Linked DNA regions of Mus musculus: region 1 is linked to region 2. A link is a contact called in public Micro-C data. All regions are on one chromosome and are shown on one strand. Each heading gives the region's core, a stretch centred on a gene start, on an enhancer-like site or on the middle of the called end of the contact. The rest is flanking DNA. Distances are from core to core; before and after follow the strand shown. Region 1 holds the start of Lhx4 (LIM homeobox protein 4). Region 2 holds the start of Lhx9 (LIM homeobox protein 9).

Evidence for each region. A called contact is a pair of places that touch in the nucleus more often than the background predicts.
Region 1: a Micro-C map of embryonic stem cells shows a contact between it and region 2, with 25 times the contacts expected there. The contact joins the promoter of Lhx4 here to the promoter of Lhx9 in region 2. A contact is called at or near these places in 1 of 39 promoter capture datasets (cranial neural crest) and 4 of 484 Hi-C or Micro-C datasets (all in embryonic stem cells).

What each region holds. Positions count from the first base shown.
Region 1 is chr1:155,739,857-155,743,938 of GRCm38.p6, reverse strand. It overlaps Lhx4 (LIM homeobox protein 4), which reads left to right and starts at 1,912. Exons shown (of 6, transcript NM_010712.2): 1 at 1,912-2,137. The coding sequence starts at 2,062.
Region 2 is chr1:138,840,667-138,844,424 of GRCm38.p6, reverse strand. Lhx9 (LIM homeobox protein 9) reads left to right here and starts at 1,981. Exons shown (of 5, transcript NM_001042577.1): 1 at 1,981-2,617. The coding sequence starts at 2,444.

The sequences.
Region 1 (4,082 bases), core at 663-3,162, about 17 Mb before region 2:
AATGGAATTACATGAACTAAAATATAGGAAAATTTTATGGTTTGGATAAATTTCCTCAAATATCTTCCCAAATGGATATTAAGAGTTTATAAAGACAACAGCAATGCCTGAGAGAGAACCATTTATAAACATCCTTACCAACTGAAATCCTATTTCCTCCCAGGTTGTAGGAACAAACCAATAAACAAACGGTTGGGGCTACACTGGTTTGTTTGGTTGGTTTTTTTCTTGTGTGTTTGGTTGCTAATGAAATTAGCATTTCCACCGTATTTTCTCAATTTGTGTAGACAGCTCAGTAAACAGCAAGACAGGACCCTCGTTAGTGCTAGGACCCATAGAAATTGCTGTGACCTCATTGGACACAGATCCTAAGTAGCACACACAGCCACCCCTCTTACTGTCCATCCTCCTCCATCACCAACCCTAAAACACCAGGAGTAAAAACAAAAACAAAACTTCTCAGCGCAGGGTCCCATTTGGTTGTAAAGACCCATCTGACTTGAAGTCGGCAATTAAATTAGGAATGGTAGTGTCCGAGGTGGCTGTGGCTGGGCCCAGGGCTGACCCGGTAGGTTTCTAGAGCCGGTGGTCAGGAGGCGTCGAGTGTTTGAAAAAGTGCTAGCGACTTCGTCCCAGCATTGATCTTTGCTTTATTGCCTCCAGGAATGAGAATGGGAAGAATGAGTTTTCTACGCGCGCGTTTGTGTCTGTGTGTGAGTCTCTGTGTGTGTGTTAAACACAACAGCAATGCACGCCCTTTGCTGGTCAGCCCCGGGGGCCCGGTGCACGCCTCCGCCCAGTACACACGCGGCCAGGGATCGTTCAAAGTGCCCGCAGTGGCAGCCGGTTCGGCCGAGCAGTCTCCAGGAGCCAGAGAGGGCGGATCTGGGTGGACGCCGGCTGGAGACCCAGTTGGGAGGGCGGGCGGCTGGGAGGCGTGGGACTAGGACTGGACCTCGGGTGGTGAGAGTGCCGACTGTGGCGGAAGGCCGAGGCGAGTGTGGGCGCGCACGAAGACCCGCGCCCGGCCACCTTCGTGCGCGGCCCAGGCCGCCTGCCTCCATCCGGCTCCGTGGCGGCCCACTGCGTGACTCGCGCGTTCCCGGCCGAGTACGAGCTGTCCCTGGCCCTGCCTCAGCCAGACGCGGGGGAGAGAGAGTAGGGTCTGGTTAGTACCGGCCGGAAAGGAACTGGCCAGGAAAAAAAAAAAAAAAACAAGTGGAGGATGGATGGAATCATCCAGTTACAGAACACGCTCCGTGGGCTGGAGAAGCTCTGAACTCGGAGCGCCAACCCAGGGTCCGCTGGGTCCTGGCCCACCGCGCCCCCTCCTTGATCCTAGAGGACCGATGCTGGGGGCGAGCGGGGAATCCCCAAAGCTGGCAGAAACCAGCTCTGCGTGGTCCCTGCGCTCCGGGACCACCTGCTGCCGCGGCCCAGCCCGCCGCAGTATTTATACCGGGGCGCGAGCCCGCACGGCAGGGTGGGGGAGGGGCTGCAGGCCCCGCCCCCTATCAGGCGGCCCCGCCCTCCCGCACCTCCGACCAGATTCGGGGCTACCGAACCCCCCCTACTTCTCGCCCCCTACTCTGGCTAGCCGGGGGTCTGCAGCGGGCTGCCCGGTTGGCAGCACTAGCTGGAGGGCGGGCTTCCCTGCGGAAAGCGACGTCACGGCCGCTCCTGCAGTGTGAATGAATCAAAATGCCTGGGTGACCGCGGCCTCCAGGGCAGCCGGCACGCGAAGGGTGGAGGGGGAGGGGGAGAGGAGGGCGGGGAAGGGAAGGGGGGGAGCCAGAGCTGCAGCAACAGTGTCTCCTCAACCCGGGATGTGCACCAGCCCGGGAGAGCGAGATCAAAGGGATTTGAAACAGCCTGAGGACTGGCGGGGGAGGGGGCCAGCCAGCTTGTGGAGTCCTCCCGGAGACGCGGAGGGCTCGGTTTCCTCTGTGACTTCAGCGGCCTGGTTGGTTTTATTATTATTATTTTCAAATTTCCGAATCCAGCCAGAGGGAGAGAGCGAGAGATCTCGGTAGACTGCGACTTGCTGCCTCTGGCTCCAAGATGATGCAGAGCGCGGCTGTCCCCGCGGAGGGGGCTGTCAAGGGGCTCCCGGAGATGCTCGGTGTGCCGATGCAACGTAAGACACCCTCCTTTCTCGCTAATTTAATTTGATAACAAGACAGCTAACAGCCTCAGCGGGTGCGGGGAGGCCGGACGCGCCGTTCAAGGCACTGACCGGGAGGGGTCGGGGTGCAGAGGCGGTCACAGAGCTGGGGTACTACCAGTCAGTGTTTGAAGGGCTTGACTCTTGGCAATTTGGGATCGAATTCGAAAGATTCCGGGATACTGTTCGTGGAGGGCCCAAGGGTATAGAAAGTAGCATCTTTGGGCCGTCGCTTTTATGAGAACCCTAGGGAGGATGCTGTTTGGGGACAACAGAGGTTTCCAGCTACAGGCCAGGCCCGAGGGCAAAAGTGGTCCCCCAATTGATTACCTTTCGCGGCAATGGCCAAAGCTCGCAGAACCGCTGGTACAACTTTACCCCAGCTGGCGGGAAGTTGGAGAGCGCGTCCCGGGTCGCAGGGCTGTACAGAAGCCCCCTGTCACACTCTTGGTTTCGGCAGTTCGAGCACTTGATTGAGTCCCCAGTCACTGCTGCCCGGGGCACCCGCCGCCTGTGTTGCCGCCAGCAGACTGCTCCGGGTGAGCGAATGCACTCGCCACATTCCAGCTAGCCGAGGAATGCAGCGGCGAGAAGCTCTGGAACGAAGTTGTGCGTGCAGCCTTTGCTTAGGCGAGGGTAGGCAATCTTAGTGGCGCGGGGCTGGAAGAGGGAGAGAGACTCAGACGTGTGGGCACTTTGCTAGCTCTCTCAATTTCTTCCAGAGCCTGCAATTAGTTACGGCAGGTCTCTCACCCCAGGTTTCTGGTTTGTACGGATGTGCACACACGGCAGAGATTTTCCGGGTGGGAATCTGTCTGTGTTTCCGACTCCTGAACAGATAGAAGCAATCTGTGCAGAGACCCGAACAGGTTCTCAGGCTTAGCGCGCGCTTGCGGGCTCCTGGTTAAGTCTGGGTTTACAAACGGCTGCACTGGGCTAGGTGCCCCTGGGTACCCTAGAGAGATGAAGGGTTCCCTCGATGGGCTTGCCAAGAGACTACACTTCCGCTTACGACTGCTTTAGTGATGCGGTAGGAGTTTATTGTAAGTAAGAGCAGGCTCACCCAGGGATGGAGACTACCTACGATCCCCGGCGCAGCAGCGCGCCCTCCTGCGCCCTGCCTCTCCATCGCAGGGGTTCTGTAACACAAATCTCAGGGCGGGCTGTCCAGCCAATGTCTTGAGATTTATTGTAAAGTTTTTGAGAGAAAAATGGAAGAGATAGCTTCATTTGAGCCTGTTTTAGATTGTTCCTCCGCTGTAGCCTACAGTTCTTGTGTCGCCTGTTGGCGAACAGTTGCAAAGTTCGCTGCGCCTTGGAGAATTGACTGTCAGCGTATTCTGTAAGCAGTGTTGGTAATTGCTTCCAACAGCTTGTTGATTCTCATCTCCTAAACAAACAGAAAAGCAAACCCTTTCTAAGGTACCCACGTTCTTAAACTACTTGTAGCTATGCTGCACTCATAAGGGCGGTCTGTGAATGGATAAAGGATGTGGGGGTCTGACTCAATCCTCCTTAAGTACCTGTATTCTAATGACTTCCTCCACAGATGTCCTGTCCGGATTCTGGACTCTCCTCTGACGGTACTTTTTTTTTTTTTTTGTCATATACAAAATTCACATTGTCTTGATTTTTGTGTCTTTTGCTCAGGGATACTGAATGTCAGGAACTCGCTTTGCTAAAAAGACATGGAAATCATTTTAGCTTCATACATGTCTCCAAAGGCTGAGTCTGGACCCATACTGCAGAAAACTTAAGGAGGCGAAGAAAACTCTGGGCAGAGAGGGAGAAAAGGAGTGAGGGAGGGTTTGAGGGAGGGAGGGAAAGAGAGAGCCCACTTACTCGAGTGGTTCCCAAGGGCAAAGCCAACCAAGAAAGGGCATCAGCCTTTCCTTTTGTCTTTCTTGGGTTCTGTGGA
Region 2 (3,758 bases), core at 732-3,231:
GCTGTCTCTGAAAGGGCCCCTGACCCAGCCCCTCCTTGAGGCCCTTCTTGTGTGCACGTGGGTTTAGAGAGCTCATTGATTTCCATCCAAAGGGGCTAATTACATTACTTACAGTAAATAGCCGTCCTGCTGTCAGGTAGGGCTGCCAAAATGGGGAGGGGGGACTTCTCCAGCTTAGTTCACTTGATTGGCTTCATTTTTTTTGTGTGAAATTGTGTTTTATGAGCTGTATTCTGGCACCCAGAGGACCCTAAAAGCGCCCACTCTGCAAATAACTTTATTTTGACCCAGAAAGGGGAAAAGGTGGGGAAATAGTGGAGACTTGAGTTTCAGGAAGAAGCGACCCCAGGAGCCCCAGAAAGTGAAGCTTTGGGACAGGAAGTTAGGCTGCAGCACTGGGAGTCGTTTCCTCCTCTTCATTTCTTCTCCGACTCTTCCTTCCACTTTCACGTCCTTCGCTCTCTTCTTCCTAAGTCCCCCTCTCATTCACACGGTTCCTTTATTCTCTTCTTTCTTCCTTTCCTTCCCTAGCCCCTTTCCCCAGCTTCTTCTCCTCAGCCTTCCTTCCAGATTGGGTTAAAGTTCCACGTGGAGCCGCCTGGGTGGAGGGAGGCGGCGGTGCCGCGGGGTGCTTCTCCAGCTTTCTAGACAGAAGCCCCGATGCTCGCCCGCAAGCCCGAGAAGTGGTGGTGAAGCCGAGACTGGCGAGCAGGCAGAGAGGAGCGGGAGCGGCCAGGCTTTCTTCCCTTTCGGATTAAGTTCCCGTCGCTGCTCCTGGCATCACGATCCTAGGACTCCCCCCACCCCCACCCCGTGGTCGTTTCAGTGAATCCACAATATCAGAGTATTGCGGTATTGTGGACACGTTTTAATGGGTCCAGAGGGAGGGGAAGGGCCGAGCTAACTAGAACAGAGGGCGACAGAACAATACCATCTCTTGTGAGGAGCAGTCTGCCATCCTGCCTGTTAGTTCTCACTTCCCCGCCTCCACCCAGAGCCTCTTTCACACCCTTCTAAGTGTGTGGAACACTAGCGGCTATTGCCTCGTCGTCCTACCCTAGTCGGGCATCCAGCTCACCCAAGACCTGTGCACGGTGACAAATTCCAAAGGGGACTCTAGAATTCCAAGTTTACCTTCAATCTAGAATTAGGTAAAAGAGTAACCCGCTCCACGGTCAAGGTTCTGTTAAGTATACAGTCTACAAAAGCATGTCCTGGCCTGTACACTCGAAAAATTTACTATATATATGTATATATATATATAGTAAATATATATATTTCCAAAAGTATTACTCAGAAAAGTAGGCTCTCCACGCCCCTTTTTCACTTTGGTGGACGTCTCAGAGCCTGGTGGCACCGCCTGCCCTCGGGGAGGTTAGGCAAGCAGACAACTGTCTGAAGAGTGCTTTTAATAAGTAAGTTAAGAAGAGATGGGGAGCAAGGGAGCATACATTAAAAGTACCGTTTCCGTGGAGTGATTCAAAGTCTGTGGGGTTTTTATACATTTCTGGTGACAGTCTTGTAAAACGGGGATTTAAAAAAGTCTGTAGATGAGAAGGAAACTTAAGGTTTGGAACTGATCTTCTGTGCACTCCTGGCTGGGGTCGGATAAACTAGGATCAAATCCAGGATGCGGACAATAAGGGCTCCTTTACCGCTTTGAAAACATGACTGTTGGGAACTCTTGGAAAGATGTATGCTTGAGGGTGTGTGTGTGTGTGTGTGTGTGTGTGTGTGTGCAGGCGCGCATGTGGGGAGGGGGTAAAGACCCCCTCCTTCTGCCTTTCCCCCAGTCCCCCACCCCTTTGTAATGTTTGTCCCTGCTTGCCCATCACCAGGGGGTTGAGAGGAGGTATGACAGGTCTTTGTTGTCTGAATAAAAATCCGTGGCAGCTCCAGGGAGAGGACTCCTCCTACTAAATTATCAAAAATGGGCTGGCTTTAGTCTCTTAACAAATTGGACACAGCTCCGGCTGGAGCAGTCCCCAACGCAACCTACAGGCACTGGGAACTTGCAGGCAGCCGGGGACCGCTGAATCTAGCACTTCGTTCTCTTTCTTTGTGTTCAAAACTATTTTTCTTTCTTCCTTAGATTTTGTTTTCCTCCCCCCCACTTCAACCCCCCTCGGCAGTTGTTTTCCATTAGTAACTCGATCTCTCGCTGCAGTTAGAATCGCCTGCTTTTCCCTCCGTCCGCGTTTGTTTGTTTTCTGCACATCTCCTTCTGGAAAACCCTGGATATCCCCCCCCCCCGCCCCCTTCCCCGTCGTTCTTTTGCCTCGGTCTTTTCCCTCTCAAGTAGAGCTATTTCTACTCTGTCGTTTTCTTCTTTCCTCTCTTGTCCCTGTTCCCCAACGCGTCTCTACGCTTCTGCATCGCGCAGCCCTGTGCGGTCGCTTTTGCTTCTTCACTCGAATGAACTGAGAGCCCCAGGCGTGTGTTTATGGAAATAGTGGGGTGCCGAGCCGAAAACAATTCGTGTCCTTTCCGCCCCCCAGCCATGCTCTTCCACGGAATCTCCGGAGGCCACATCCAAGGTATCATGGAGGAGATGGAGCGCAGATCCAAGACTGAGGCCCGTCTGACCAAAGGCACTCAGCTCAACGGCCGCGACGCGGTAAGGACCAGTCCGGGCGCGGCGCCCGGGAAACAGCGAGTCTCCCGGTCCGCCCAGGTTGGGGATGGCGGGTCCCGGGGACTTTTGCCTAGGGATGTTCGCAAGGTTTTCACGAGAGGCGTGCTTGCTAGGCAAGGTTCCCTTTCCGAATCGAGGTGTCTAAGATGTTGTAGTCCTGAGCTCTCCAGTCTTTGTATAGCAGCTGATCCCGAGCCGACAGGGCAGCGGGCCTTGGAAGGAGCGGGCGTGCTCCCTGCCAACCACAAACTCCAGTCTCCCGCGACCTGGCCGCCAGGCCGGATCCGCCCGCCCCCAGGGCAAGCCTTGGTGCAGTTAATAGGGGGACTACTTACCGGCCTGGCGTCCTTGCCCTGGGATAGAAGACAAGACCTTCAGAGTAGACCTCAACGTTCTGGTCCTTTTCCCATTCTTCGGAGCTCAGCACCCGAAACCAGAGATTGTTAGGGGCTCTGCAGGACAGTTCAGCTGCTCTGGTCGTCACAAAAATTGCGTTTCTCTTCCTTATGGGACCAGTGTATTGGATAGTGGGAAATCAAATCAAATAAAATGCGAAGGAGCGGGTCCCTAGTCTAAAAGCAAGAACATGAGCGCTACAACCTCAAGAGATGGAATCTACTATTGCGGTTCCTATTCGTAACAGCAGTTATTATGTCTTCGTGAAAATACTAGTAACCTAAACATGTCCCCCTTCCACGCACCAAAGGGGGAAAAAACTACAGAAGTCTGCGGAGATGATTCCGGGCAAAGAGTGCTTTGTAGACCCTCTGTATAACAGCAAGGACTGTAGCTCAAACTGACCCGAGAGGGCTCTAGACAAGAACAGCGAGGTTTTGGGATAATAGTCCACTGTCGCTATTTGTATAATTAATTCAGTGAGAATCCAATATCTGAGTAAAGGACGAAATTTATCCTTCCCATGCCCACCAGAATGTAATAAGGGAAGCCCGGACTGTTTCTGCTAGTCTGAGGAAAGGGTCCAGCGGTGAACTTTTTACTTGTAATGGCTACTTTATTTTAAAAGCGGCAACCACATCCCAACTGTGTTTCTCAGAATAAGTTTTACCGCCTTAGCTAGCCTCATTTGGGAACTAGGTCTTAGTTTGGGAATCAAAAATTCAAG